4 separate regions of the Mus musculus genome follow, and regions 2, 3 and 4 are each linked to region 1. Evidence: chromatin contacts called from public targeted proximity ligation data. All regions are on one chromosome and are shown on one strand. The core of a region is the stretch at or near the end of the contact, and the rest is flanking DNA. Distances in the headings are between cores, read along the strand shown.

Region 1 (7,193 bases), core at 4,237-6,736:
GAGTCAGGGAACTATGAGGTAGCAAGTGTACTGTAATATGTAGTGTAAATACAAAGACCCACAGGGCAGATTTGGAATACTAAAAGATCCTTATTGTAGAAATGTTTTTAGACAGTCTTGTGTAGTCCAGATGTGGGAATGTCTTGATCCTCTCTCTTTACCTTCCCAAGTAGGATTACAGATAGGTGCCACAACTGGTTAGGATTATTTTGGGGGGGTGGGGTTGGGGTGGGGCATAATCTCTCTATGTAGCATTGGCTGTCCTAAAACTATGTAGAGCAGGCTGGCCTCAAATTCAAGAGGTCACCCTGCCTCTGCCTCCACAGTGCTTCGCCTGCTTTTTGTTTTTGAACAGGAACTCACTCTACAGCTCTGGCTGACCTAGAACTCAAGAGCCCTGCCTGCCTTTGCCTCCCAAGTGCTGGGGTTGGGATTAGAGGAGCGCACTAACTGTACCTGTCTGCATCTAAAAAAGGTAAAAGGTGTATCAATGAGAAAAGAACGAGCCCTTTAATGAGTGAGTTAGGGGCAAGTGGCTATTTCTCTAGTTAAAGTTAGTTCTCTATTTCCCATAAATGACAGCAAAAAGCTGTAGATCTAGCTTGTTAAGAACACCAGTCTAGAGTTAGAGGCCAGCCTGGTCTACAGAGTGAGTTCCAGGACAGCCAGGGCTACACAGAGAAACCCTGTCTCAAAAAACCAAACCAAACCAAAAGAACACCAGTCTACCATGCCAAGTGCTCAAGGCTCAGTACTAAACAAAAACAAAAAAGAACAGAAAAACCCTGTCTCGAAAAACAAAAACAAAAAAAAAAAACTCTTCATAAAAAAAATTCAGAGAAGTTAAAGATAGGTTCATCTTTAACCCATCTAGTTTATTTTTCCATGTATATACATCTGTATTTTATACATGTGTATACCCAAGTATACATTTACTATCACAAAAAGCAAACATGACGGACATAAATGAAAGCCAGAGAGGGTATGATCATAAGATTTGTTCAAAAATAAGAGATTCTATATAGCATATGAAGCTAATACATGCCTCCACACTCAACCAACTACCCACAACAGAAAAACAAAATCCCTCAGAAAGGCTCCAAAGTAGAAGTTCCATTAGTACAAGTGCACACGGAAAACACACACACACACACACACACACACACACACACACACACATTAGGAGTGGGCAACAGGGTTGAAGAGTTCCACTGTGGGATGGAGCAAATGACCAGCAGGGGCAATACTGAGCTGAGAGGTCAATTTCAATGGTATTCAGCAGGGGCTGGGTTAATGCTAGCAGTGTATAGCCAGAAGCAAAAGCCTTCCAACAAGCGAGGACAGACACAGTTCACAGAAGCTCGAAGTTTAGTGAGTACCTGGGCTACTGAAGGATCTGTGAACTAAGGCAATGAGAGTGAGTAAATGAATGGAGGCAGTCATGAGCAGAGGTCTGAGTTGCCACGATCAGCCTTTTGATGCTGAGGTACAAGGGGTAAGGGCGTTGCAATAGCCTCTAATAAAAGGTTAGGAGCCCCACAGGTTCATGCCTGTGGGCAGGACAGCCATTGAGTTGGTCAGCCTAGGCTATACAGTGATTCCCAAGCAAACCTACGTTACAGACCATCTCAAGATTACAGGAAATTTATACCCTGAGGAAATTGGAAAAATTAAAAAAACATGAGACGGTAAGGAGGTTATCCTGACCACAGACACATTCTGGAAATGACAGGTGCCTAAGGTGAAGAGAGACAGGGTGCATGGGTGTTGTTTGTATGGCAGCAGGTAGTATGCACTGTTGCAATAAGGGACAACAAGGCACCAAGAGGTTTGTCCTCAGCTGTGCTTAAGAGGCAAGTGAGTACTAGGTCCTAGGCAACAAGCTTAACTATTGGAATCACGACTAAACGAAAGCAGGTATGAAGAAGACCCAGTAAGGCACAGTGTAGAGCGAGGCATAAAGTGTACAGAGAGGTACTGTGAACCAGACACATGCAGCAGAGTTAGGCCAAACCATTTCCTTTCCATTCTCCTCATACGTGACCAAGGCTTCCACCACCGAAGAGACTTCACCATGAGCTTCCCTCCACAGAGAGCCACTCAGACACCAGTGTAAGTCATCACCCACCAGGGGTTTAATTCTTTTAGGTCAGTTCAGAAAGGGGCCATCTTTGTCCTCATCCAAAGGAAAAGATCTGCAGGGCACCCTGGGGATGTCCAAGCCCAGAAAAGCCAAGGGGTAGTCCCTGAGCAAATAGAGAAGTGGGTCCTGGGGCTCAGGCTGCCTCCTCCTCCTCCTCCTCGTCTTCTTCACTCTCCTCCTCACTCTCATGATACTGTCTGTGATTGGTGTTGACAAAGAGGTCAGAATCATCTTCAGAACTTGACCCTTCTCCTGACAGCTGTGGCTCAGCAGGGAGTTCTGGTTGACTCTCTCTGTGGGAACAGGAGGAAAGAATAGGTGACATCTTCCGGGGAAACCAGATCTATTCATTTAGAGCCCCAAAACCAGGACCATCAACTATACAATCAGAATCTGACAGGTTTCTGAAAATCCAAGAGCCCCAAACCCTTATGTAGTGGCACATGCCTAGTATTTAGATGGCTAAAGCAGAAGATGGTTGAGTCTGAGGACAGTCTAGGCCACATGAGATCCTGACTCAAGAACAAACAGAAGCCAAAAAAAAAAAAATTCTGGGAGAGGCTTTTTCTAGAGAAACAGCAAATAGGGAAATCCAGTCAAAGAAACAGACTCAGGATTGCCTCCAGGCAGCCCTTCATCGGGTTCAGTGAGGAAGCAACCCTACTAGCACACTGACACCTAGCATGCTCACATTTCCTAACAGCTGATGTACCGACAGCTTCCTAATGCTGTGACCCTTTAACAGCTCTTCACGTGGTGACCCCAACCATAAAATTATTCCATTGCTCCTTTATAACTGTAATTTTGCTACTTTTATGAATAATAATTTAAGTATCTGACACGTGACCTTCAAAGGGGTCTCGACCCACAGGTGAGGACTGCTGCACCAAGCAATCTTACTCTCTGTATAACTCTGTCTTAGATGAACTCTTGTTTGTTTTTGAGAAAAGGTTTCCTGTACCCTAGGTTGGCTTTGAACCTATTATGAGTAGACCATGCTGGTCTCAAACTCCTGATCTAGAACTGCGGGCATGTCCAATCACATCCAATTAAGAACCTTCTTACGATACTAAAAAATGCATCTAAAGTCACTTGCTTATTAAGTAGCCAAGCCAGCATTTTAACATGTGACCTTCCTGCCACACTCATAACCACCCATTCTATTATATGTGCCGCAGTTCTCTAAACAAGAAAAGCAGGCTCCCTTTTCTCCTTGAGGCACCAAGGTGTGAACTTGCATTTCTTGTCTTCCCTGGGCTGGGGGCTTGCTCCTTACCTGTTCATATTGTTCTGTTTCTCAGCTACCTCAGAGAAGGCCTCAGGCCTGTGACAAGAGAAGAGCCAGGTTAGAGAGCAGAGAGAACCCTCTCAGTGAAACAGCTGTTTCCAAATGTTCCTCCTGGGACGGCGTAACTTTCTCCTTCCCCTCCCCCTCCCTAGCTAGGATAATCTCTCCCCAGAAGCCAGAGGGTGGCTGAGGAAGACCATCCTACCAGTGACCCTCCTTCTGTAGAGAGCGGACATGGTTCTTGCAGAGCACAAAAGAGATCTCAGCCTTCACTTTTTCTCCTTCTTCAATAGGGTCAACAATGAGGAAATCCCCTGTAGATGATAAAGGATAAAGCCACTCCTGTTATGGAGAAGGAAGTCAAGGCCATGGTTCCGTACTGTGAAGGGATGCTTCTAACCTCTCTTGATCCAGATGTTCTTGCGGTATTTGGAGGGCATGCTCACCAGGAAGCGCTGCCCCTGTGCTGTTTCCACCTCATGCAGATTGTTCCCAGGAGTCCTGAGGACCTGGTCCAGGAAAAAGCGAGAACTAGCCACTTCATCAGTTAAATCAAGCATGCTCCGACCTGCACTGAGCCTTCCCTTTCCACACCCAGCGGTGCAATGGGAGCATTGGGAGGAGGACGGGAAGCCCGAGACAGGCGGCACTCACTTTCACTATTTGCTGGTGGTCAGAAGGCACCATGTGCTCCCCCAGCACCTCCTGCACCACATGCTTCCTCTTGCTGGCCTGAGACATGCTGGTTTCTGTCCAGGGTTGTTAGGGTGCACAGACTGTCAGTTCTTCTTCCAGAATTATTTGGATGCCAGCCTTAGAAGCCAGGACTGCTTTCAAGAGAAGCAGCCTTATACGAAAAAGTGCCACCTCGCCCTGTTAAAAACATGCACTTTAGGGGACAGCAGGACTTGCTGCTCTGGCAGAGAACCAGGTATGGTTTCCAGCCACAGGGGATTCAACGCCCTCTTTTGAGACACACATGCAGGTAAAAACACTAATACACATAAAACATGAATGAAATCATTGAAAGACAAATCACAGACTTAGCCAGGTGCTGGTGTATATCTTTATTCTTAGCACTTGGGAGGGAGAGGTAGGCAGAAATTTGTTGAGTCCTGGGCCAACCTAGTCTACATAGGGAGACCGTAAACCAAAAACAAACAAGCAGGACCTTCAAGGGCCAGGGAGATGTCCTATGAGCCAGCACCCACATCAGATGGTTCACAACCACCTTTAACTCCAATTCAAGGGCATCCACCGCCCTCTTCTGGCTTCCGAGGGCACTCACAACACCACCCATGGGGGACATCTTTAAAAAAAAAACAAACCAAACCAGGAAACACAGGTTTTATAGTGTCAGCTGAGACGTCAGGGTGGCTCAAGCCTTCGATCTCAACACTAATCCCAACCCACGGAGCACGGGGCCGGCCCTCTCAATAACAAAGAAAAACTAAGTAAATCGGCGAGATCACGGAAACTACCCAGCACAGGGCAAGCCCTGAGTCCTACGTCTCAGTCCTGTTAGGACGGCGACGCCTCCCCCTCCCAGGCCGATCGGTCATCCCGCCAAGCTCTCTGAGCGAAATCTAAGGTGAGCTGCGTTCCGCCACAGGCTTCAACACCCAAGGCAGGAGAGCCACACAACGACGGCCTCCCGACACATCCCAGGCACGGAGCGACCGACGCGGCGCCCAGCACGAGAGCTGCCCACGGAACTCACCCGCTCGGCGCCACACCAGCACGCTCCGCTTTCCAGGTTGACGGCGACAGTAGCTCGTCCACGACGCGCCTCGACAGCGAGGGACCAAAGAGCAAACAACTGTGACCTGCAGGTGGCCCCGACGGTAACGCCGGTCTGGACGCTCGGCCCCAATCCTCCGTTGTTCCTCCCTCCCGTCTGCCGGTCTGAGGTGACAGACCTGAGGAAACCGCGCCGGGAATTGCGATTCCGGGGCGCTCAGAGGTCCTCCGGATTTCCCGCCCCCTCTTCGTCCGTCCCTTTAACTCTTCCCTCCATCAAGTGAGGCAAGCCTAAGTTCCGAGTGCGGGGCAGGAAAACGCATTCTCCTCGGAGGTCTCGATCCCACAGACCGGAAGGGCCGCTGGAGAAACAAAAGCCATCGAAAGCCGGATGGCTTCTTGAGAGGAACCGGAAAACAGCGACCCCCGTGGGCGCCGCGGCTGGCGATTGCGCGTCAACTCTATGGCTCCGGGTAGCTAGACCTGCCCAGTTTGGGGATTAGTTTTGAAGGTCGCGCATAAAACGACCCGGAAGCGGAAGTCGAGGAACCGTCTCGTAGCTTGAGGTCTGGGCGGGAGCGGCCGAGTGGCGCGAGGAGCCGTTACCAGAGCCGGAGCCTCCGGTGAGCGTGAGAAGCGGAGTGGTGCTCCGGCTGGCGTGCGGTGGCGGCGCGCAGAGGCGGGAGGGAGGGGAATCCATCGCGGAGGCGCGCCTTTGCAGCGGGGCAGCCCGAGTCTGCGGGAGGGGCGATGCGCGGTGTGTCCGGGTGGCGGCGCGTGGAGGGGGCGGGGCGCTCGGAGCGGGGCGGGGCCTCAGGGCGGGGCCTGCGGGACCTGAGAGGCGTGGAAGAGGCCGGCAGCCCGAGTGAGGGCGGCGAGGCTGGCGAGAGCCGCGTGCTGTTCCTACCACGTGTTAGTTCCCAACGGGGTCAGTGTCTGTGTAGCCAGGGTCGCGGGCTGTGAGGGCTTCAGGGCGGACCTTGACTACTGAGTCTGGGAGTCGCTCTGTTGCCTTAGGTGCGCCACCAGCTAGTGCAAGCTGATATATCCAATATACCCAAAACCAGGACCCACGGAAAGTGGAAATTTCCGAATAGCCGGGGATGGGTTGGGGGGACTCAAGGGAGCAGCCACAGTAGCTGTGGTAGGATATTGCCCTTGGGACTTGTGGTCTTCAGCCCTAACCTACTTTTCTTTTTTTTTTTTTTTTTTTTTTGGCGGGGGGGATTCCCAGGTTAAGCCTGATCACGATGACAACCTCCCAAAAGCACCGAGACTTCGTGGCAGAGCCCATGGGGGAAAAGCCAGTGGGGAGCCTGGCCGGGATTGGTGACGTCCTGAGCAAGAGGCTGGAGGAAAGGGGCTTTGACAAGGTGTGGGGGGGCTGCAAATGCCAGGGAGGGGTAGGAGCGAAGGTTGGCAACAGGTGGTACCACGCAGATTGGGAGTGAGGCCCACACATGTTTGGGGGGTACCTGGGGAGGCATGGTGCCTCCTTCATTTTTGTGTTTTGTTGAGACAGGGCTTCTCAGTGCTAGGATTAAAGGTGTGGCTCACTGTCCCCTGCCCTTTTGTGTGTTTTAAATATCACGAAAATGAAACTAGGCATAGTGGATTGTGCTTATGACCCTAACACTTGGGAAGTTGAGCTAAGAGGATTCCCGTGGGATTTAATGCCAGCCCTGACAACAAAGGAACAAACCCTGTCTTTCTTTTTTTTTTTTTTTCGAGACAGGGTTTCTCTGTGTAGCCCTGGCTGTCCTGGAACTCACTCTGTAGACCAGGCTGGCCTCGAACTCAGAAATCCGCCTGTCTCTGCCTCCCAAGTGCTGGGATTAAAGTCGTGCGCCACCACTGCCTGGCAACAAACCCTGTCTTAATCAAAATAAAAATGGCCTTGCCCTCTGAAGTATTTACCACCTAACCCTCCCTAGCTTCAGAGATCTGGCCTCTTCGGAGTGGTATCAGCGTGGACAGTCCTGTTGCTTTAGCCCATGAGACACTTAGCCACATGCCCTTTTC
Region 2 (7,459 bases), core at 1,910-4,409, 530 kb after region 1:
AGCACTAGAAGTGACAACATGGACCCAGATCCTCACAGAGAAGTTAGGTGACTTACCATAAGTCATACAGGCAGGATATACATACATCTGTTAATTTCAGAGCCCTAGCAATCAAGGATTATGCTACTGGGCCTAAACAAGAGTGATTTGGCACTCTAAACAGCAATTCAGCACAGTGAGAAAGTCACTATATATTTTTTTAAGGACCATGGCTTGCTCTGTCTGACCTCTATTATCACGAACTCCAAGGGATCATCTGATATAGGATTTTGGTTGTCTTGTGCAGGATGGTTGACATACATGGGAATACCAAGTTTGGGGATCCTTTTATTTAGAATATCAAGAAAAAGAATCTCAATCTCTTTTAAAGTCATTGAGAGTTCTACGTGAGCATTTGGGGGTGAGGAAGGGTTTGGGGGCACTTGGCCGCCTTAGTGAGTAGTGGGAGTATTCCCGGGGGCCACTAACGCCTGGCTGCTGCTCCCTGTGAAAGTGCATGATTGGCGGAAGGTTTTCTGGGCCTGGGTCAGATTGCGAATCCGCCGCTGCTGCTGGAGCCAGTACAGCATCTCCACTTTGTCCTGCTTCATCTTCTTCAGATAGCTCCGCCCCTTGAAGGTCACTGGCTCCCCAAAGACTGACTCTATCCTTTCCAACAAGGAAACCAAATTAGATTCCATTCGATTGAGCTTCCTTTGGAGATAGCTACGGAACCGATTCTCCTCCAGTAACCGATTCATCAACAAATCAGGCTTTTGGAAGAAACGATTGGGATCAGAGGCTTGTTGCTCAAACCACTCCAGTCTTCCTAGCAACGACTCCCTCTTTTGAATGGGCTTCAGGACCTGCTCCCAAGCCTTGATCAATGCTGGTAGCTGTTGCAGGCGTGCATTGGAGCTGTATTTAATAACCATGTCTAGCCGATTCTGTTCAGGGACTTCCAACATGACCCACAGTCGTTTGAGACGCTGCTGCAAGTTATGAATGTAGGCTCTCCCAGGTCCTGAGCCATCCTCTATCACTGAGCTCCAATCCCATTTTCCTTGCATGAACTCTAGCTCTTCATCTTGCAGCAGGGGAGGGGGTTGCTGAATATCTAGGTACTCTTGGACAGGGACTGGTACCTCCACAGGAGCCTCTTTTTCATACATTTGGAAGATGACGTGGAGGAAATCCGACTCCTGAAAGGAGAGGTACTTGAAGTAGTCCTCTGAAGACACCGAGGGTTTCAGCCAATTCATCCATACACCGTGTCTGTTTGGTCGCTTGTCCCAGCTTTTGTGCCTTGGGAGTAATGTGAGAGAGGGCACCTTCTCAGGGACTGGCTTCGGAGTGCTTGTTCTTCTGGAGTAAAATCCAACCAGATTACGGTTGATGATTGGCATATGTTTATCTTGGTGTAGAAAAGATGAGGCCAAGTAGGAGGACCAATCTTTATCTGCTGAAGGCTCAATTTGGTCTCCTTCCTCAAAAGATAAGTGACTAACAGAGACTCGGCTCATCAACTCCTTGTAGACCTCTCCGGTGGTGTTCCCAACAAGACGATCCGCATCCATTTCTTCAATGGCTTTACCATCCAGTTCCCCAGTCAGATGGTTGTATAGGACTCCAGCCCCCTCAACGTGGAAAGAGTCGTTAAAGTATCTTTCAGAGAGTTGCACAGTAGCTACCTGGACTATAACTTGATCATGTACCTTCAAAGCAACAGTGACTGGCTGTGGGTGTAGTGGGATGATTCTCGGGGGTTGGAGATCCCACTTTCCGGAGGCTTCTTCCTCCTGCAGGCTTTTGATCATTTGCTGCAGTTTCTCTAGGTGGTGCTGGGCAGTTAGGCGCCGGGTAAGGACCCCGAGGAGGGGAGGCAGGCCAGAGTCCAGCAGGGAGTATCGACTCCACTCCATTCTCATGATCTTCATTTTCTGCTTCAGATCCTCAGCCACTATGTCCCGGAATGGCAGTGGTTTACTCTCTGAAGCCAAGATCAGCGGGGTGAGGGGATGAGGAGAGGGAGGAAGAAGGCACAACTCATCTGCCAGACTCCACCCCTCATGAAGACAAGGCATGGACTGGCCCCTTTGGAGCCAGGAATGGACTGGTGAGGTGGGGAATTGGTGACTCTCACTGCTGGGAGAATGACTAGGCAGTGGTACCATCGGTGAGGGTCTCGATTCAATTTCTTTATCCTTTATCATGGAGGGCACCCAGAGGAGCTGCTGTCTACTCTTCAGCTGGGGGATGGATTTCAACTCTTCCACTGGATCAGGTTCGGGCTCACTGGGGAAATCATATGGGCGGCTGAGTTGGACAAGGTAGTTCAGGTTGAGGCTAGAGCACGGCATGTGGTCTAAGCCAGTGCTGTGAGGCCAGGGGATTGGACAGAGCTTGAAAGTCCCAGGGGGACAGGGAGGAGGACGCAATTTGACTATGCCTCCCTGGGCGTGCTTTAAATTTAGCAGGGTCTGAAAATCAGCCAGCAGACAGCGATAGACATCAGGACTGGTGAGGAAAACTGTGCAATCCCTGGCAAGGTTTACTGCCAACCGGCTGAGGGTGGCTGATTCAGTGAAGACCCTTCTAGAGGTCGGCAGGGTCACCAGCAGGTGCAGGTAGCGTACGAAGAGCTGCTCACTACTGATCAGCACGTAGGACTCGAGCCGCTGCCGCAGCTTCTGGTTGTTTTCGTAGTCCAGAATGGGTTCTATAGGAGGTTCCCGCCAGTTGCACTTCAGCTCTTCTAGAATAACCTCAGTGAGACGAAGTCGGTCCTTGGCAGTTACTCGTGCCGCCCGCCCGCTGCTTGCTAGCCGCTTGGACACTTGGCGGCACAGCGGCCCAACTTTCAGCTTCGCCAGCGGGATGGATTGCAAGGGCGTGGCATCTTGAGAGGGGCGCTTCGGAGGCTCTGGAGGAGGCTTCGCCTTGCTGGGGAAGAGCGACAGCGGACTCAGCAACCGGTGGTAAATCGGCTTGAGGTCAGGTTCCTGACTGTGTGGTTCCATCTTTACCAGGTGGTTCCGGCTGAGCGGGTAGAGGACGCCAAATGGTTACTAAGGAAACTGCATCAATGCGCCTGCGCAGCCGGTAGCACTACCGGACAGCTCAGAGGCCTCAGCCTAGGGAGCGCACGCGCCAAGGAGGTGGAGCTAAGGGCGGCCTCCGAGACTCCGCCCATCCCACAAAGTAGAGTTGTGTTGGTCTCTGGACCCTACCGGTTCGGTGCGGCCTAGGCAGTGACAACAGCTAGGATGGCTTCGAAGTCGGGGGACGGTGGGACTGTGTGTGCGGTGAGTGAAAGCTTCATGTGGAGCCTCGCATAACTTCAGCCCTTGGGGTGATCAATATCTTGGGAAGCCAGGAAAGAACAGGCTCCTGGGGAGGTGAAATTCCGGGGTTAGGACGGAGATGCCCCTCACGGGAGGGGGGTTGGTGGTAAAGACCGCGATCCTGGAATGTTCATGAGATAATAAAGGAGGAATTTGAAGAGAAGTCAAGTGCAATGTGTGCAAAGAGACATAGGGGATGAGGTGGCGAGTAAGGATCATGTCTGACATGTGCCCTGGCCTTGCTTCCCTTACAGTTGGAGTTTGCAGTGCAGATGAGTTGTCAGAGCTGTGTGGATGCTGTGCACAAGACCCTGAAAGGGGTGGCAGGTAAGAGTAGACAATCTTTCTGGGATCAGCCAGGGGTTTGTGTTTAGCCGTATTCCGGTTGCATAGATGCAGAAAGAATGAAAGGAAGTTTCTCAGAGTCCGGGAGATGCAGAGCCTAGAGTATAGGCCTCAAGCTTTGCCTAGCCAGAGCTTTCTTCTAGTACAAACTGCCTGTCCAGCTGCTGAACAGCATGGAACTAGCCAGAGTATAGAGCACTTCCTACCAAGGGCATTCTAGAGGGGGAGGGGGGCGGGCATTTGAGGTCTGGCTTGGGAAATAGAACAGTTCTGAGAAAGCAGACAACATCCCTGGCCCAATTCAGGGACTTTAAGCCAGGAGGTCTGCAGGTGGGTGACCTGGCAGAAGAGGAAAGATATGAAAGGCAGAGTCATTTTCCTGACGCTAGAAACTGGCTGTTTTGGATTCTGTTAAATGTTCATTCAACCTTTCAGCCAGTATAGATTAGACACTGGGGGTTTCTGAGGGAAAATGTTTACCCCTATGCTTAGGTAAAGATCGTATAAGCTTTGGCAAAGGAGCGCTCCTAGAACACTTCCTTGGGAAGCCATGGTGGCAAAGGGAAAGAAGGAGATGAGAGTCTGAAGCCAGGACACTGGCAGGGGTGGGGTGGGGAACCCCAGTGCGTATAGTTCCACAGATGTACAGCTTCGTGCTTATTTTCTGTGTTTCTGTTTCTTCAGTGTTTGAACAGTGTTCATAGCTCAGTGTTGTCATGAGGAGTGAATTAGTTGATACAAGTCTTGAGCCTGTAGTGAGAGCCCACTCAATTTCAGGGGATTGTAAGAGGAAAGAGGAGAAAAGCTTACAGGCAAAGGTGGGGTTTTAGGAGGACGATTGAGGGGACTGATTGTTTTGTTTTATTTTGAGATAAGGTCTTTCTCCACATAGCCCTGGCTTTCCTGGAACTCACTATGTAGGCCAGGCTGGCCTGCAGTTCACAGAGATCTGCTTACCTTTACCCCCGAGTGCTGAGATGAAAGTTGTGCGTGCGTGCGTGCGCCACCACACCTGACCTGGAACTATTATTTGATTTATTATTAGTGAGTGTGTGCATGATGTGCTTGGAGGAGGGCTTGTGCATGTGGAGGTCAAGAACAACTCCAGAGCTGGTTCTCTGCTTCCAGCTGTCTTGTGTAGCATGAACAGTTCACCCAGGGCTGGAGAGATGACTTAGCAACTAAGAGCACTAACTGCTCTTCCAGAGGTCCTGAGTTCAATTTCCAGCAATCATCTGTAGTGGGATCTGATGCCCTCTCTGGTGTGTATGTACTCACATACATAAAATTAATAATTTTTTTAAAAAAGCACAAAAAGAAACAAAAAACAAAAAACCCAAACAAACCAAAAAGCAGAACCAAACCCGAAAAGTTCATCCGTTAAGCCATCTGCCTGGCTTGGGATGATTTTTTTTTTTTAGGTTTATTTTTAAAATCTGTTTTATTTAATATGTACGGGTGTTTTGCGTGCCTGTGTCTGTGAACCATGTGTTTGCCAGGGGCAAGGAAGATGGCTGAGTCAGTAGAAGTGATAGCTGCATCAGTGTGAGAGTCCAGTTCAGATTGCCAGCACCTGTGTCTATGCCAGACTGGCGTGGCAGACAGACCGCCTGTGGTCCCAGCCCTCAGAAGATAGACACAGGGATCCCAGGGCAAGCTGGCTAGCTAGACTAACCAAATCAGTGAGCTCTGGGTTCAAGTGACAGAACCTGCCTCAGCATAACAGGTGGAGAGCAATTAAGGAAGACAGGTGGACACCACACTCGGGAACATGCGTGCATACTCCACACATATACACACACTCAAGAACATGCGTGCATACTCCACACATATACACACACTCAAGAACATGCGTGCATACTCCACACATATACACACCAATACATACATACATACACACATACATACCATCTCCTTGGCTTCTATGTGGACAGCTATTAAAACAGCGGTTCTTAACCCACATGGGTCAAGACCCCTTTGGTGTTTGCCCAAGACCATTGTAAAACACAGATTTTACATTACGATTCATAATGGTAGCAAAATTATGTTATGAAGAAGCAACAGTGGTTGGGGATCACCGTAACATGGGGGACTGTGTTAAAGGGTCACAGCATTAGGAAGGTTGAGAATCACTGGACTAAAGAAAGAAAACAGGAAGTCCATAGAGCGGGTTCAGGAGCAGGCTCAGGAGAAGTGAGGTGTCTAGGATAAGTGATGAGGCCTGATTGTGTTTTGCATACACAGCAGATATGGGTCCTGATGGTCTGGCCTGGCATAGCGTGGATTCCCAGACCCAAGATCTCCCAGGAGGAGCTGATTTTGTGCTCTGGATGTGGGAGGGCCAGAGTAGAATGTTCCTGTGACTCTCCCCTTTAGAATTGCCCACCTCACTCTGAAACAGAAGGAGGAGGGGCTTCCAGTAGTGCAGCAGGTGGTCTGTTTGGCAGGTGGATCTTGGAGTATAGCCAAGCCAGCCTTTAGTGAGGGCTCATGGAGAAAAAACAGAAGGCGCAGTTACTGTAGGGCAAATGTGAAGGACTTCAGGGACAAGCTCCTCCCATGACCTTTGGAAGGAGAATAAAGCTCGCTTTCCTGAGTCTTAGGCAACTCTCCCTCTCAGTGTATTCTGTAAACTGAAACTCTCCTGCTCAGCTAGGAAAAAACAAGTTGATTTCACTTACTGAGACCAGAAAACATGGTTATCTGAAGTCTCCTTTTGGTGACTAAGAAGCCTACGGAGGCCTTAAAATTGCTCTGTTTCAACCAAAGTCCCACCTGACTGTTTCCCCAGCACGAATGCTCCATGGAAAAACTTTGCCTGGAATATGTTACTTTTTGGTGGAATGGCTCCAACTCTATCAGATCTTCTTCACTTACCATTCCAAAACACAGTTTAAGCAAACCTGGCTTCCACAGTATGGCCCTTCCCTGCCCTGAAAGCTGTTTTGGGCTTGTAATCCTAGCACTGGAGAGGCTGAGATAGAGTGTGAATTCAAGGCCAACTTGAATTACAAATTGAGACCATGTTTCAAAAACAGGTGTGTAGCTAAGAGATGGTTCAGGGGTTCAGAGTGCTACCGGTCTTGAGGGGACCTGTTTGGTTCCCAGCTCCATGTCAGGAGGCACAGTTACAGTAACTTTAGCTTCGGGTGGTTTGATGCTTTCTTACGGACTCCACAAGCATCCGCACTCGCATACACACCCACTCCAACATACACATAAATACATAATAAAAATAAAGTAAGCCTAGGTGCTAGAGAGGCGGCTCAAGAGTTATGAGCAGTGGCTGCTCTTCTAAAGGACCCAGGTTCCGTTTCTAGCATCCTGGCTCTCAACTGTCTGTAACTCCAGTTCCAAGGGATCTAATGCTTTCTTCTAATCTCCACAGGCACCAGGCATATGTGGTGCACAGACATGTGTGCAGGCAAAACACCCACATTCAAAAAATAAAAAAATATATTAAAAGTCATAATTCGGGACTGGTGAGATGGCTCAGTGGGTAAGAGCACCCGACTGCTCTTCCAAAGGTCCCGAGTTCAAGTCCCAGCAACCACATGGTGGCTCACAACCATCTGTAATGAGGTCTGACTCCTCCTTCTGGAGTGTCTGAAGACAGCTACAGTGTACTTACATATAATAAATAAATAAATAATAAATCTTCTTTAAAAAGTCATAATTCAGAATAATATTGGCATTCGTTATGTAAAAATATTTCCATGAGAATGTAAGAATTATCTCATAGGACACACACCGAGGTTACTTCAAGGATTTCAAAGGTAATAGTACTTTAT
Region 3 (7,251 bases), core at 936-3,435, 930 kb after region 1:
CTGCCTCCCTCTGGGGTTCAATCCCCAAGTCTCCAAAACAAGAAGTAGAAACCTACTTCACAGTGTGAGAGCTGACAGCAATAATGTACAAGAACTGAGATTTGGGGACAGCCGTAGGGTCCCCCTTAAGAAGTCACCAGTTTCCTTCTCTGCAAAATGGAACTAGCAAATCCTGCCTCCTGGTGGACAGTCCCTGAATAGCAGCTATCACCCATTAGTATGTGTTGTTATTATGAGGTATACAAAGAAACTATAACGTGTGACAGTTGTCAAGTGTGTCATTAGAGTGATTATCCCTATAGCAACCAAGGCCACCTCCGCCTGACTCTCAGCTTCCTCCACCCTTGGTCTAGCTCCACCTGCCTCCCAGACTGGCCTTATGACAGGTAGGGATGACAAGGCTGACAGCTGACTGGGGGGGGGGGGGCTCCTCACCACTCCTTCTGGGCATCCTGTTCAGCCACACACCCAGCTTCATGCCAAGTCCCGCCCAGCCCTGTGGCGGTTTCGGGAAAGGGGCATCCAAAAGGTGGAGCTGGGGAGGCTTCTGGGAGGCTCCTTCCATACAGCTGACCTCTGGCCCAGAGGGAAACTGGAAACTGCCTCCTTGAGACACAGTGAGGATCAAATAGGGCTGAAGGTCCTCTTCACTGCCTGACTTTGAATACAATGGGAGATGAAGTCATGGAGGTGAAACCCAAAGACTTCTGACCATGGTCCACTTAGCTTCCATTAAACACCCAGTCTGAGGTCTGGGGAGACAGGCGAGACCTTTTTCCCCTCTTTTTTAGACAGAATATCTAATCCATGCTGGCCTTGAACTCACTGAACAGCCAAGCTGACATTGAGCTTCAGATTTTCCTGGCTTCACCTCATCAGTATTGGAATTAGAAGCATGGATCTCCAAGCCCGGTTTATGTGGAACTGGGAATGGGACCGAGGCTTTCATGAGTGCTGGTTAAGCATCCGGGCAGCGCGGCTACATTTCCAGCCCACTTATGCTCACCAAAAGTTAAAAAGAAAAATCTGATCACAAAGAAGGTTGCGGAGATTTAGAGAAAAGTAAGATTTATTCCTGAAATCCAAAGTGCTCCACCCTCCAGATACTAGCTCCTCAGCCAAGTCCCGCCCTCTGTCCTGTCGCTAAGAAGTGGGGGCGTGGCTACCTTGCTCCAGTCTCTTCGAAGAGCCCCTTTTTCCTTTCTCCTGTCCTGACACCTCCTATTCTAGGCTTCTCAGAGTCGAGGTTTTGATCGGAACAGTGCAGGGTCCCCAGACTCTAAGAAACTAAGGATCATCTGCATTGATTAAACATTATACCAAAGAGCTGGAGAGATGGCCCAGAGGTTAAGAACATTGGCTGCTCTTCCAGAGGATCCCGGTTCACCCACATAGTGGCTCATAATGTCTGTAACTCTAGTTCCAGGGTTTCCGAGTGCAGAGGACACCAGGATGCATGTCTATGTCTATACATGCAGATAAAACGCCCACACGCGTAAAAAATAAAACTAAAAGGCCATCATACTATATACCATAATATGAACCATTCATGACATCTGCCATGTGCCAGAGCTAGCTCTGAGCTCTACAGATGGACGGTTCCATAGTTTTCCTTAGCTCACTGGCTGCCTGGGTGAGATGCGTGGTAATTCCACCTTCATTGAAACTTCCTGGAGCTGGCTGAAGAGGTCCTGCAGTGACCCACAAGGGCATGCCCGGGCCACTCCTTTCTCATCTGGCCTACAACATTTGGAGGAGGTCCGCAAATAGCAGAAACTCATATTCATTCATTCATTCATTCATTCATTCACCCACCCATTCATTCATAAAAATAACCTCCCACCCATGGCAGATAGTCCAGGTGCTTCCTCCTTCCCTGTCCCCAGCCTCTCTCCAAGTACTTGTCTACTCTCCCACGAGCCCTGGGTGCCCTCTGGAGGCGTAGGTCTCCGCTCACCCCTGCGGCCTCAGCGACTGCACGCAGTAGGTGCTGCAAAAGTCTTTCTTGAGTGTCTAGACAGGACGCCAGGAGACCGGACCCCAGGAGCGTCCACCCTTGGGCGGGCGCCGCACCCCCATCTTGTCCCGGGCTTCTCACCTGAGCTGGGTGTCCCCCGCCCCCCGGGCCGCCTCCTGTCCCGGCCGCCCCGCTCCCACTTCCTCCCGCCGCCCCGCCCCTTCCACATTCCTGTCCCGCCGGGCCAGCCCCGCGCCCGCCGCAGCCAGCCCGCCGCGTACCGCCTGCTGCTCCGCGCACCGCCGTCCGCCAGCCAGGGATGAACGCGTCCCAGGTTGCGGGAGAAGAGGCGCCGCAGAGCGGGCACTCGGTCAAGGTGGTCCTGGTGGGCGACGGGGGCTGCGGGAAGACGTCACTGATGATGGTCTTCGCCAAAGGGGCCTTCCCAGAGGTGAGTGCCCTCATCCTTGGCCCTGCGCTGGGGACACCCCCCATGTGCGGGTCTGCTGAGAGCTGCCTCGAAAGAACCCAGCTCTAGCCTCCTAGGGGGAAATCTCAGCAGGGCCTGGGGTCGAAGGCAGAGTTTTTCAGTTTTAGCCAGTAGAAGCAAAGTGGGACTAATAGCACTTAGGGGGAGGGGTGTCACAGGGACTGAATTGGGCCACCTAGGGAAATAGCAAATCCTACGAGAGCAGTTGTTGTCACTACTTGGCGACGAGAGTGTGAGGACTTTGGAGCTCGACTGGCAGCAGTAAAATCAAGCCTTTGCCTCTTACAGCTGTGTGCCTTTGGGCAAGTCCCTTAACCTCTCTGAAGGTTAACTACATGATAGGACTGAAAGCCCCTACCCGAGCGTAGTATAGAAAAGAGTGCTGAAAGTTAGTTGCTGAAAGTTAGTAAGTGATGTTCGTCGGGCGACATCACCTCTTCTCCATCCACTATGGTGCAAATCCCCATGCTTTACCCTAGAGAGGAAAACTGGAACACCGACCCTTCTCTGAAGAGTCTGATTATGCCATACTTCGACTCTAACCAAGCCTCAGTTTCTCAGAGCAACCTGATAGGGGGAAGAAAGCTGGGACAGTGAGGCTGAAGGCTGATGGCCGGCTCGGTGCGGTACCTGGTTGCATCCTGGCTCTCTGGGCTTGTCACTGTGAGTCCTCAAGGACCCCATGACCAGAACAGTGGCTGAGCCCTCCTTCTGTGCCTCCACGAGGAGTGGGGGTCCTGTGTGTTTGTGGGTTTGCCTTCAGCAGCAAGCCTTCTTTTCCTGTCCCCACGTCCTTCTGGCCTCTGGGATTGTGCAGAAGTGGGTAATTTGATGGAAGGAGCCAGAGAAGCTGACCTGGCAAATAGGGCACAGTCTTGCTTGCTACTCTGAATACCAGTGGTTTTTATGGTTGTTGGGTTTTTTTTTGGGGGGGGGGGTTGTATTTTTGTCGTTTTACTTTAGTGGTTCCTGTTTTGTTTTTGAGACAGGATATTACTGTGGAGGCCTTGTACGCTCAGTCCTCCTGTCTCTCGGCCCAAGGATTGCTCAGATCACGTGTATGCACCACCATACCCATCTCACAGCCTTTGGTTTTGTGGTTTGCAAAGCTGACGTCACCTTCTTTGACCAGTTACAGTTTTTTTGTTTTTAAGTATAGGAGATATTTTCCAGGTCTTTAGGTACTGCCCATGGGAACCCAACCAACGTGGGAACCAGGAGATCAGAGGAGGCACCTAAAGGTGGAGGGGGTGGGGAAGGCTCTGCAACACTGGCCTGGGGCAGGCATCCTAGACACTAGGCAGAAAAGTCCATGAACTGTTTATGGGGTTTTGTGTGTGTGTGTGTGTGTGTGTGTGTGTGTGTGTTCACAAGGTTTCTCTGTATAGTCCTGGCTGCCCTAGAACTTACTCTGTAGACCATGCTGACCTCTGCCTCATGAGTGCTGGGATTAAAGGTGTGTGCCACCACTTAAGAGGCTCATGAACCATATATGTTTTACAGGACGCACTGGAGTGAGTGGCAGAGGACCAGAGTGGTCACCAGGGGGGTGGACCAACCTTGTCCTTAGTCTTCCTTTGTCTAGGAAATCCCTGGCATGAGAGAGGGCTCTTTTAATTATGTTTTATGTTTTAGTTAGTTAGTTTTCTTTTTGAGACAAAGTCTTTGTATGTAGTCTACATTCATGTCAAATCAATGATCCTCCTGCCTCTGCTTCTATCGTGCTGTGACTTCAAGTATGAAATACCACTATTAGAAACAGGGTTTCTCTGTGTGTGTAGCCCTAGCTGTTCTGGAATTCATTCTATAGACCAGGCTGGCCTCAAACACAGAGATTTGCCTGTCTCTGCCTGGGATTACCGGTGTGTGCTGCAGCTGTCCGGCTGGTTTGTCTTGCTCGGTCTTGGGTAGGCCAGGATGACCTCAGATTCGATATGTAGCCAAAGATGCATATATATATATGATTTATTTATTTTATTTATATGGGTACATTGCAGCTGTCTTCAGATACACCAAAGAAAGCATCGGGTCCCATTACAGATAGTTGTGAGCCACCATGAGGTTGCTGGGAATTGAACTTAAGACCTTTGGAAGAGCAGTCAGTGCTCTTAACCCCTGAGCCATCTCACCAGCCCCAAGATTGCCTTCTAACCTCCTTGCCTCCACCTCCCAAGTGCAACTGCAGGCAGAGCCTTTTGAGGAGAACATGAGGGTAGCTTTGATCTGGCACTCAGGTCACCTTGCCCGCACCCCCCCACCCCACCCCCCACCTCCGCCTCTTCGCCCAGGGCACTCCATGACCTCTGAAGCCACGTCCACTGCATGGGTTCCTGTCTTCCAGGCTTTCTGCCTGCAGCAAAGGGCAGGGGAGAGAGTGGTTGGAGAAGCCTCTGATCTTCACTGGCTAACCTCCAACGTCACGTTCACGGCTGAAGGGGCAAAATAGAGCTTATGGGACAGAGAGACCTTTTTCCCCAAGGAGTCTCAGATGGCACTGAGAACAGAGCCATTCTGAATGGCTTACAAGACAGGGACAGGAGGTGGCAGAGAGCATCCACCTGCAGAACTATTCAAATCTGCAGTCCTCAGACTGCTCCAGTTTCCACAGGTGTCCTACCTGGGGAACCCTGCCCTCATTCTGTCATGGTCATCTCTCTGTGACCTCAGGAGGGCAGGACCAGGTCTGAGTCATCTCTGTCCTGGGTCAACCCAAGCCAGGCCTTGAGTCGCTTGCTGAACACAACAGATAAGATTAGGCACTTCTGCCTAGAGGGTGGGAGCAAAGAACACCACAAAAGGTATAAAGTCACATTCCAAAGTAAGAGGCAGGGCAGTGACACTGCTCAGTGACGAAGCCAACACAGCCCCTTCCAGCTAGCTCATCTCAGGTCTGGCTGATGTCGGGAGCAAGAACTGGTGACCTCAGAAGAGGCAGGTGGCTGTAGTGGCTCCTGAAGACACATACAGCGCCAGCTCGACTTCTGCCTAGCCCAGTTCCCTCAGAGCCTCTTGATGTTACTGATGTTGTGGGAGTCAAGAGTTTAGAGAGCAGTGGGCTGGGGTGTTCACAGGCATTTGTCGCCCAAGATCTTTGTTGTAGGCCCTCAACTGGTATGTCGGTGGCTACACTGGGTCTCTATCTCCACTGTGACAGTCCTTGCTCTAGGGCAGAGGCCGGAGACTACAGTTGGTGTCTTAATTGGGGTTTTATTGCTGTGAAGAGACCCCATGACTATGGCAACTCTTCTGAAGGAAAACACTTCACTGGAGCTCGCTTAGCTTCAGAGGTTCAGTCCATTATGGTCATGGTGGGAACATGGCAGTGTAAAGGCAGGCTTGGTACTGGAGAAAGAGCTGAGAGTTCTACAGCTTAATCTGCAGAAGACAGAAGGAGACTGTGTGCTACACTGGGCATAGCTTGAGCATAGGAGACGTCAAAGCCCACCCCCAACAGTGACACACATCCTCCAACAAGGCCACACCTCCTAATAGTGCCTCTTCCTATAAGCCAAGCATTCAAATACACGAGTCTGTGGGGGTGAAACCTATTCAAACCATCACAGGTCGGGGTGGGAAAGGAAATATCCGGAGGGATGAACAGGGCTGATGTGGACAATGTCACGCAGGTCTTCACTTTCCATCCTGAGGTGATCCTCTTTCTCTTAACCAGTGATGGTACAGGGCCAAGGCCATACACAGCTGGTGGTTGTCAGAACTGGGTCCTAAGCCATGTTCATTTGATCTCAAAGCCAGTGCTATCCTCGAACTACCCAGTAGGAAACAAATGCCAAGGGCAGAGCATGTACAGAGGGGCAGGAAGGCTGCTTGAGCCCTTGTCTGCTCCTATCCATGCCCCTTGCCGTCTTCCCCATATTTCTCCAGGTGCCTACTCCTCCCTCCCCTGCATGCCTCTGGTGCCCTAGAGAACATATTGGCCCATCTCTATGATTGCCCCTCCCAGCTGACCAGGGCTTGACTCAGAGGACTGACAGACAGTCTGGCCATCAGGCAGGCAGGCATGAAGTCCTCCTGAGTCACAGGCAAGTAGAAGCCCTGCCTGATATGGGGAAGGTCCTGAGTTCAAATCCCAGCAACCACATGGTGGCTCACAACCATCCATAATGAGATCTGATGCCCTCTCAGGAGTGTCTGAAGACAGCTACAGTGTACTTACATATAATAATAAATAAATCTTTAAAAAAATAGAAAAGAAAAGAGAAATGCCCTACAGCTGGATCTTATGAAGGCATTAAGGTTCCCTCCTTTCAGGTAGTTTATGGTCAAGTTAACATAAGACCAGCCAGCACAGGGGTTGTGCCCTGGGTAACCCACGCTGGAGAGGCCATAACAGGGGCCTGTGTGTGTGTGTGTGTATGTGTGTCAGGGAGGATCAGGAAAGGCAGACTGATACAGAGAGTATATGAAAGGAATCAGATTTTTGAGGCTTGAGAGGAGCCATACATGACAATTTATGTCTCTAATTCCAGTATTCAGAAAGTGAAAGCCAAAGAGATTGTAAGCTCTAGTTGAGCCTGGGCTATATAGCAAAACCCCATCTCAAAAAGAAGTCTCCACACTGCCAAAGAAGGCAAAAAGCCGGGCGCGGTGGCGCACGCCTTTAACCCCAGCACTCAGGAGGCAGAGGCAGGCGGATTTCTATATCTTCTAGGCCAATCAGGTCTATTCTGCAAGTTTCAGTCAAGGTTACACAGTGAAACCATGTCGGAAAAACTCCAAAAAAAGCGGGGGAGGGCGGCAGGGTGTCGGAGGTGGCGGGGTGGGGGGGTCTTAGAAGATCCAGCAT
Region 4 (6,673 bases), core at 533-3,032, 890 kb after region 1:
AAAAAAGGTTTTTCAAGACAGGCTTTCTCTGTGTAGCTCTGGCTGTCCTGGAACTCACTCTGTAGACCAGGATGGCCTCCAACTCAGAAATCCTCCTGCCACTCCCTCCGGAGTGCTGGGATTAAAGGCTTTCCCCACCACCACCCAGCTACATAAAGTAATTTTAAAAATTAAAAACGAGGGCTGGTGAGATGGCTCAGTGGGTAAGAGCACCCGACTGCTCTTCCAAAGGTCCGAAGTTCAAATCCCAGCAACCACATGGTGGCTCACAACCATCTGTAACGAGATCTGACTCCCTCTTCTGGAGTGTCTAAAGACAGCTACAGTATACTTACATATAATAAATAAATAAATCTTTAAAAAAAAAAAAAAAAGCGTGTGCCACCGCTGCCCAGGAAGCACTCTTAAAAAAAAAAAAAAAAAATTAAAAACGAAAATGGGTTCAGTCTTGCCAAAGCTATAAGTAGCCTTGAAGGTTAGTTAAATGGGAAATGGCACCAAATGTCCATGGTCCAATCCCTAGCTCCAAGACAGAACTCACTTCTTTTTCAGGTCCAGAAAATGATGGTGCCCCCTATAGGTGAGGGTGAAGTTGCAACCTCCCTTTGGTTTTCTGGACCAAGCTTGTCTGTCTGCTCTCCACACTACTCTCAGACAACCCAGCCTTTTGGTATTGGCTCTCCATGAGATTGTCAACTTCTCTCCCAGACTCCAGATCCTCCTGGAGGCCTAGTCAGGTGTCTTCCCAGCTCGCTGTTCTGGTCACTGTGTCCAGAACAGGTGCCCCGCCGCCCCCTCCTGAAGGGCAACACCCAGCCTCTCCTAATACCCGACTTATCTTCCTGCCAGACTGCGCGGGCAGGGAGGGGACCTGTCCCTTGTTCCCGGAAGATCGCCCACGCCTGGCACTGTGCCGAGAGCCTGGGTGAGAGCGTCATAAATATCTCCTGAATGATTCATTCATTCCTTGGAAGAGAAAGTATGACCCTTAAGAGGTTAAAAAAGAAAGTCAGGTGTGGTGGCACATGCCTTTAGTCCCAGCAATTGGGAGACAGAGGCTGATATCTCTGTGAGTTCGAGCAAGGCCAGCCTGATCTACTTAGTGATTTCCAGGACAGCTAGGGCTATAAAGTGATTCATTCTCCCATTCTCCCTCTCTCTCTCTCTAAAAAAAAAAAAAAAAAAAAAAAAAAAAAAAAAAAAAAAAAGACTTTGAAGTCATTTGGCCTTCATATCCACCCTGGGCCTTATCTCAAAAAAAATAAATAAATAAATGGAGTGGCCGCCGATGAGGTCATTGCAGAGATTACAAAAGATGATGTCGGTAAGTGACCTGGACTGGTATAGCGTACAATCACAACTCAATCATGGAAGGAAATATCAGCCATTCAGAGAAGGGAATACTGCTGGCTGCGCTGCTCGCTGGTCTGATTTTGTGAGTGTGTGTGTGTGTGTGTGACTCTCTTGAGTCCGTTTTACAGATAAAGAAACTGAGGCCTAGAAGGAGAACAACATAAAGGGAGTGGGGTGCGCCCCTGGTGAGCACAGGGTTCCCTACCCAACACATCCACAAGCCTGCGATCCCAGGGTCCAACTTGGCTGCCCCCCCCCCCCCCAGGACCCTCACGCGCTTGGGGATCTCCGACTAGATCCTCGCAGCGCTGCTCTGCTCCTTGGAGTAGAGAGAGCGCTCGGGGTTGTCACTTTAAATTCAAGAAGGAGCAGGCGAGCGGGCGGGCGAGCGCGAGGGAGCGCGCGGCGGGCTCCTGGGAGCGTGCCCGGACTGCGGCGCTGCTCCATTCGGCCGCCGGGCCCCGCGGAGCCCCCATCGGTGAGGCGAGGCTCCAGCAGGAGACGAGCGCCCCGCTACACTGCAGGGGTGGCGTAGCAGCGGGCGGCCGAGCGCCTGTGAGAGCCAACTGCGGGAGGCCAGCGTGGGAGCAGAGATAGAACCAGGAGTCGGACCCGCGTCCCCTCCGCGGAACCCCGGGTGAGTAGGCACCCTGGCCCCCACACAGAGCGCGGCAGGCACAAGCGCCCTGGGCATGGACGGGCGGACGCACTCAGTCCCTCTTCTTAAGCCCGAAACCCGGGGCCCCTCACACTCCGTACGTCTGCACCCCCGCGCTGCGCTGGCACACCAACGCGGGGCACAGAGCACGCCCGGCGCCCTTCCCCGGCCCAGCCACTCCGCGCACTGCGCATCGCCTGGCGCCAGCTCGCCCGGCCCCCATGTGCACACACGCGGTTCACCCGGCTGTTTACACACCTCCCCTGAGCTCGCACACCGCACACACCCCTCACCTTCACACTCAACACCTTGGCTGTCCTAACTGCCCCTGACCTTACATCCCGTTGGGGGTCCCTGGCCAGTGCCCCCTCCCAAAATTCCAGTGTGGTGTGAGGGTATGAGGATCTGCATCGTAGGGGGCGCGTCGCATCTCTTCTCCAGGAGGCCTACGGGAAGAACCTAAGGGTTCCTTGAGCTTCACTCGAAGCTGTGTATAGACGGGAGCTGAACATGGGGGCAGTAAACGGCATTGTAGGTGAAGGAGCCCTGAGCCTTTCTCTTTGGTGGGCATGGTGCTGCTAAAAGACTGTCTCGCCTTACAGTTGATGGGGACAAATCCGTTGAGAAGAACCTGGGAAACAAGCACCTGAGCTGTTTAGCCAGGGTGCAGAGTTTGCAGAGCCTCAGAAGTAGTCCTTATTAGAAACTAAGAAAGGCAAGGGAAGGAAACCCACCTAGGTGTTAACAATGCACCCAGTAAGGCCAGGACAATTACAATTATACACTCACCTCACCCCACCCCACCCCCAATCCCAACCCCAACCCCCATTTCCAGTCCTCTCTGAGCAATGTGAAATCTTTCTCAAGCAGCCCAGAAGAGTGGGACCTCCCAGCCTGGGGTCCAAACCTGGCTTCATCCTACTAAGTGCTTGCTAGTGACTTGGATGGGGCAAGTCACTTTTCACACCTTGAAGGGCTGGAGTCTCAGCTGCTAGGCCACCCCTCCCTACATTTCCAGGGCTGACAGGGAACCCTGGACTCTCTGGGGGCATTTCCTGAGCACAAGGCAAGTCCCCCCTGATACTATGCTGGCACATAGTAGGTGCCCAGTGTCAGCTGTCACCCACCCCCAGCCAGTCTGCACTGTGGTTCCTGCGGGTGTCTGGGGGATGGCACCAGGATGTGGTTATCCATCCGGAAAGTGTTGTGGGGGAGAGATGCTCTTACTCACTTGCAAAGCTTTGTCAAGCCTAAAGGTCCCTGAAGAAACTCACAGCCTAGAAGACAGAAGCTCCCCCGAAAGCTCTTCCCCATCCTTATTACCTGCCGATGCCAAGGTAGAGATAAAGGGAGTCACCACCTTGCTGGGCATGCAGGGACACTGAGCAAGAAACAGCGGGTAAAGTGCAGAGAAGGGACTTGGCTCAGGGTCCCTGGTTCTACACACAGAATTCCTTGAAAGGCATTTCTCTGACAAGCTCAGGAGGTGCGGGAGCCTCTGCCATGGTCCGATTCCAGCACAATGCTTCCAACCTTCCCAGTGACCTGCGGGGCCTGGTCAGCCGTCAGCATGGTGGCCCAGAGCCACCATCTTTCACTAATATGAAGCCCAGAGTTTCGATGTTGGGATGTGTGTGGCCCCCATCTTCCTCGTCTATAAAATGGGGATCCAGTAATTTATTCAGTCACCAGGTCTGGTGGGCACCAATTATGCATGAGGCTTGTAGTTAAGCACTCAGCACATGTGGAGGTAGTGCTGGGGAGGGAGGTAGGAGGATCCTATTAAGCACAACTGTGAAGCAGGGGCTGTTCCTCAATGAACACTGCTCCATGCAGTGTAGACCCTGGGGCTGACTGTAGGGTGGGATAAAGAGGGATGCTTAAGGGGGAAGATGCACAGTTTGAGCTCAGATGAAGATCTGGAGCAACCCCAGCTGGCCCCTGCTGTGATTCAGAAGTGCCAGCTCTGGCCACTGGCTGCCCTGGCCTTCAAATGCCTTGTCAGCATCCTAGCCCTAGCCAAAGTTGCAACCTCTGGGCGGCGATAGGAACTCACTGGTGTTGCCTGGGGAGAGATGGAGCCAAGGGTCTCTCAGGTTGTGAATAAAGCCATTAACAAGGGCACGTGCTGCAGGCAGACCTGGGATATTGTCAGCTCCCTATGTGGTGGCTGGGCAACTTTGGGCCCATTTACTACCTTCTCTGAGCCTCTCTGCCTTCACCAAGTGAGGATTATAACATGAGTTGCCCCAGTGTATCTTTGGGGGGATGGGGAAGGAAGTTCTGGGTAGGTGTGTGCGGCTGCTAAGGCAGGAGCACTAATGTTAGCTTTGGGCAGGTCGTTTGACCTCTCTGAGTGTACCCCAAGTCTGTTTATAAATAGGGAATTTCTATCAGGCCTCAGGTTATGGGAGTGAATGGTGCGATTGCAGAGGCTAGGTCTGACCCCAGGAGCATGAGACTACATTGTCAGAACATCTCCTCCCTTCTTTCCTTCCAGTCCTGGGGATAGAACCCAGGACCTCACACACACTAGACAAGCACTCTACCTCTCACCCACACGCCTCGCACCCCCTTTTTTCCCTGAATTTCATTTTTAAATGAAAATTTCTCAGTCAAAAAAAATTTTTTGAAGTCTGGTACTCATGGTGCATGCCTTTAATCCCAGCACTAGGGAAGTAGAGGCAGGCAGATCTGAGTTCAAAGCCAGCCTGGTCTACAGAGTGAGTTCCACGACAGCCAGAGCTACATAGTGAGACCCTTTCTTGAAAAACATTTTTAAAAAACCAACAATAAACTCACCATATTTGAGGGCTAGGGAGATAGCTTGGTTGGTAAAATGTTCACCACGTACAAATCAGATTGAGTTTAATCTCCAGCCGTCACACAGAAGCCAGTAATGGGGAGGCAGAGACAGGCAGTTCCTGGGGCTGACTTGCCAGATAGCCCATCCTAAGCCCCAGGCCAGTGAAAGACCCTGTCTCAAAAACCAAGGTAGACACCTCCCCAAGGAAGGAAACCTGGGGTTGGCCTCTGACTTCCACACCTACTCAAACATATACCCATCCACACACAATCATGTACACACGCATCCACACACAATCATGTACACACGCATCCACACACAATCATGTACACACGCATCCACAGAATTCAGGGCTCAGAAGTGACGAGCGCTGGCTGCTTTCCAGAGGACCTGGATTTGACTTGTAGCACTCACTCACACACACTGTGGCTCACAACTGCCTATAGCTGTAGTTCCAGAAGATCTGAGGCTCTCTTTTGGCTTCTGTGGGTATCAGGCACACACACACACACACACACACACACACACACACACACACACAGAGAGAGAGAGAGAGAGAGAGAGAGAACACATACATACATACATACAGGCAAAATACCCCCCCCACACACACACACAAAAACACAAAATATAATTCATTTAAATTTAAACAAGGAAAATGTGTTGCAGGTTGACAGAGCTGTTCCCATGATTGTTCTGTGCAGACTGGGAGCCAGGGGCTCTTTCTGTGCGTTAGCCAGGCCAATAACCACAGCAGATGATATTTGCCAAGCCTTCTTATAATACCCTCACATGGTAGACACGGCCTCTAATCTTCCTGACTCCGCCTCTTGATTGCTAGAAGTGTAGGTGTATACTATCATGCCCACTTTTACTCAGTGCTGGAAAGTCAAATGTAGGTCTTCATGCATGCTAAGCAAGCACTTTACCGACAGATCTACATGCCAAGCCCAATCGTAAGCCCCTTTTCATAGACAGTACTACTGAGGCAAAGAGACAGACACTAAGAAAATTGTCTAAAGCCATGAGCCAGTGAAGGGGCTAATCTGAACTTCAGAGCTAACAGAACTGACTGCACATCTGGGGTTTGGGCTGATCCCCTGCAGGATCTTGTACATCTTCCTGTTTCCTCCTGCCTGTACTTGGGCAGATGTACCCTGACTTCCAGCTGTTTGTAGCAGGCAGAGCTGGAAGCTCTATCTGGCGAGTGCACTGAGCAGTCACACATACCTTCCCAGATATCAGTTTCCATGGCAAAATAAAGGAAATAGATGTTTTTAGGATTGTGGGCTCTGAGCTGGACCAGCCTTGGTTGACCCCAAACCCCACATATACATATATGCCGAAAGCTGGAGCTTGATGCCCGCTGGGTTCTGCTGGTGCTGTGCATGCTGTACCGTACCTCACTTAGTTTTCCCTTGTCGTTGCCAGCCTGTGCCAGAAGAATGAAAAAGAACCCTGCAGGCATTATCGGAACCACGGCAAGGCTGAGGCAGACTGGAATGTGTTTGTTCTCACACTGTATTTAGTGTGTCCAGAATCACATCTTCTGTAGATTAGGCAAGGCCCAGACTTGTACAGCAAGCCATCTGAAACCCACAGTTCTCAGGCAACTTTCTGGAAAGCCATGCCTATCCCCAGTAAGACACAGTGATTAGGAACTCAGAACCAGACGGCCCAATTGAACACTTCTTACCTATGTGGCACGTTAACCCCACAGCACTCTGGACTACAGAACAAACACGATTCTAATGCCTTGCTAAGAGGGTTAAACGAGGTCAAGTATGTGTAGATGCTTAGAACTGTGTTTAGTGCTTAGATGTGCCCAGCGGGGTTGGCTGTTAATATTATCGAAA

Evidence for each region.
Region 2: a contact with region 1 is called in a targeted proximity ligation map of pancreatic cancer cells.
Region 3: a contact with region 1 is called in a targeted proximity ligation map of pancreatic cancer cells. A contact is called at or near these places in 2 of 39 promoter capture datasets (both in liver) and 1 of 130 datasets of targeted methods (pancreatic cancer cells).
Region 4: a contact with region 1 is called in a targeted proximity ligation map of pancreatic cancer cells. A contact is called at or near these places in 2 of 130 datasets of targeted methods (fetal liver and pancreatic cancer cells).

Annotation. Positions count from the first base shown.
Region 1 is chr19:5,365,169-5,372,361 of GRCm38.p6, reverse strand. Banf1 (BAF nuclear assembly factor 1) reads left to right here and starts at 5,486. Exons shown (of 3, transcript NM_011793.3): 1 at 5,486-5,794; 2 at 6,406-6,544. The coding sequence starts at 6,422. Eif1ad (eukaryotic translation initiation factor 1A domain containing) reads right to left here and starts at 5,549. Exons shown (of 6, transcript NM_027236.2): 1 at 5,152-5,549; 2 at 4,086-4,304; 3 at 3,832-3,940; 4 at 3,637-3,745; 5 at 3,420-3,467; 6 at 851-2,436. The coding sequence starts at 4,172. The coding sequence ends at 2,277.
Region 2 is chr19:4,835,022-4,842,480 of GRCm38.p6, reverse strand. Ccs (copper chaperone for superoxide dismutase) reads left to right here and starts at 3,159. Exons shown (of 8, transcript NM_016892.3): 1 at 3,159-3,284; 2 at 3,578-3,650. The coding sequence starts at 3,246. Ccdc87 (coiled-coil domain containing 87) reads right to left here and starts at 3,115. Exons shown (of 1, transcript NM_207268.3): 1 at 1-3,115. The coding sequence starts at 2,999. The coding sequence ends at 432.
Region 3 is chr19:4,434,377-4,441,627 of GRCm38.p6, reverse strand. Rhod (ras homolog family member D) reads left to right here and starts at 2,185. Exons shown (of 5, transcript NM_007485.5): 1 at 2,185-2,408. The coding sequence starts at 2,277. A930001C03Rik (RIKEN cDNA A930001C03 gene) reads right to left here and starts at 2,305. Exons shown (of 3, transcript NR_045990.1): 1 at 2,239-2,305.
Region 4 is chr19:4,472,252-4,478,924 of GRCm38.p6, reverse strand. It overlaps Syt12 (synaptotagmin XII), which reads left to right and starts at 1,782. Exons shown (of 8, transcript NM_134164.5): 1 at 1,782-1,990.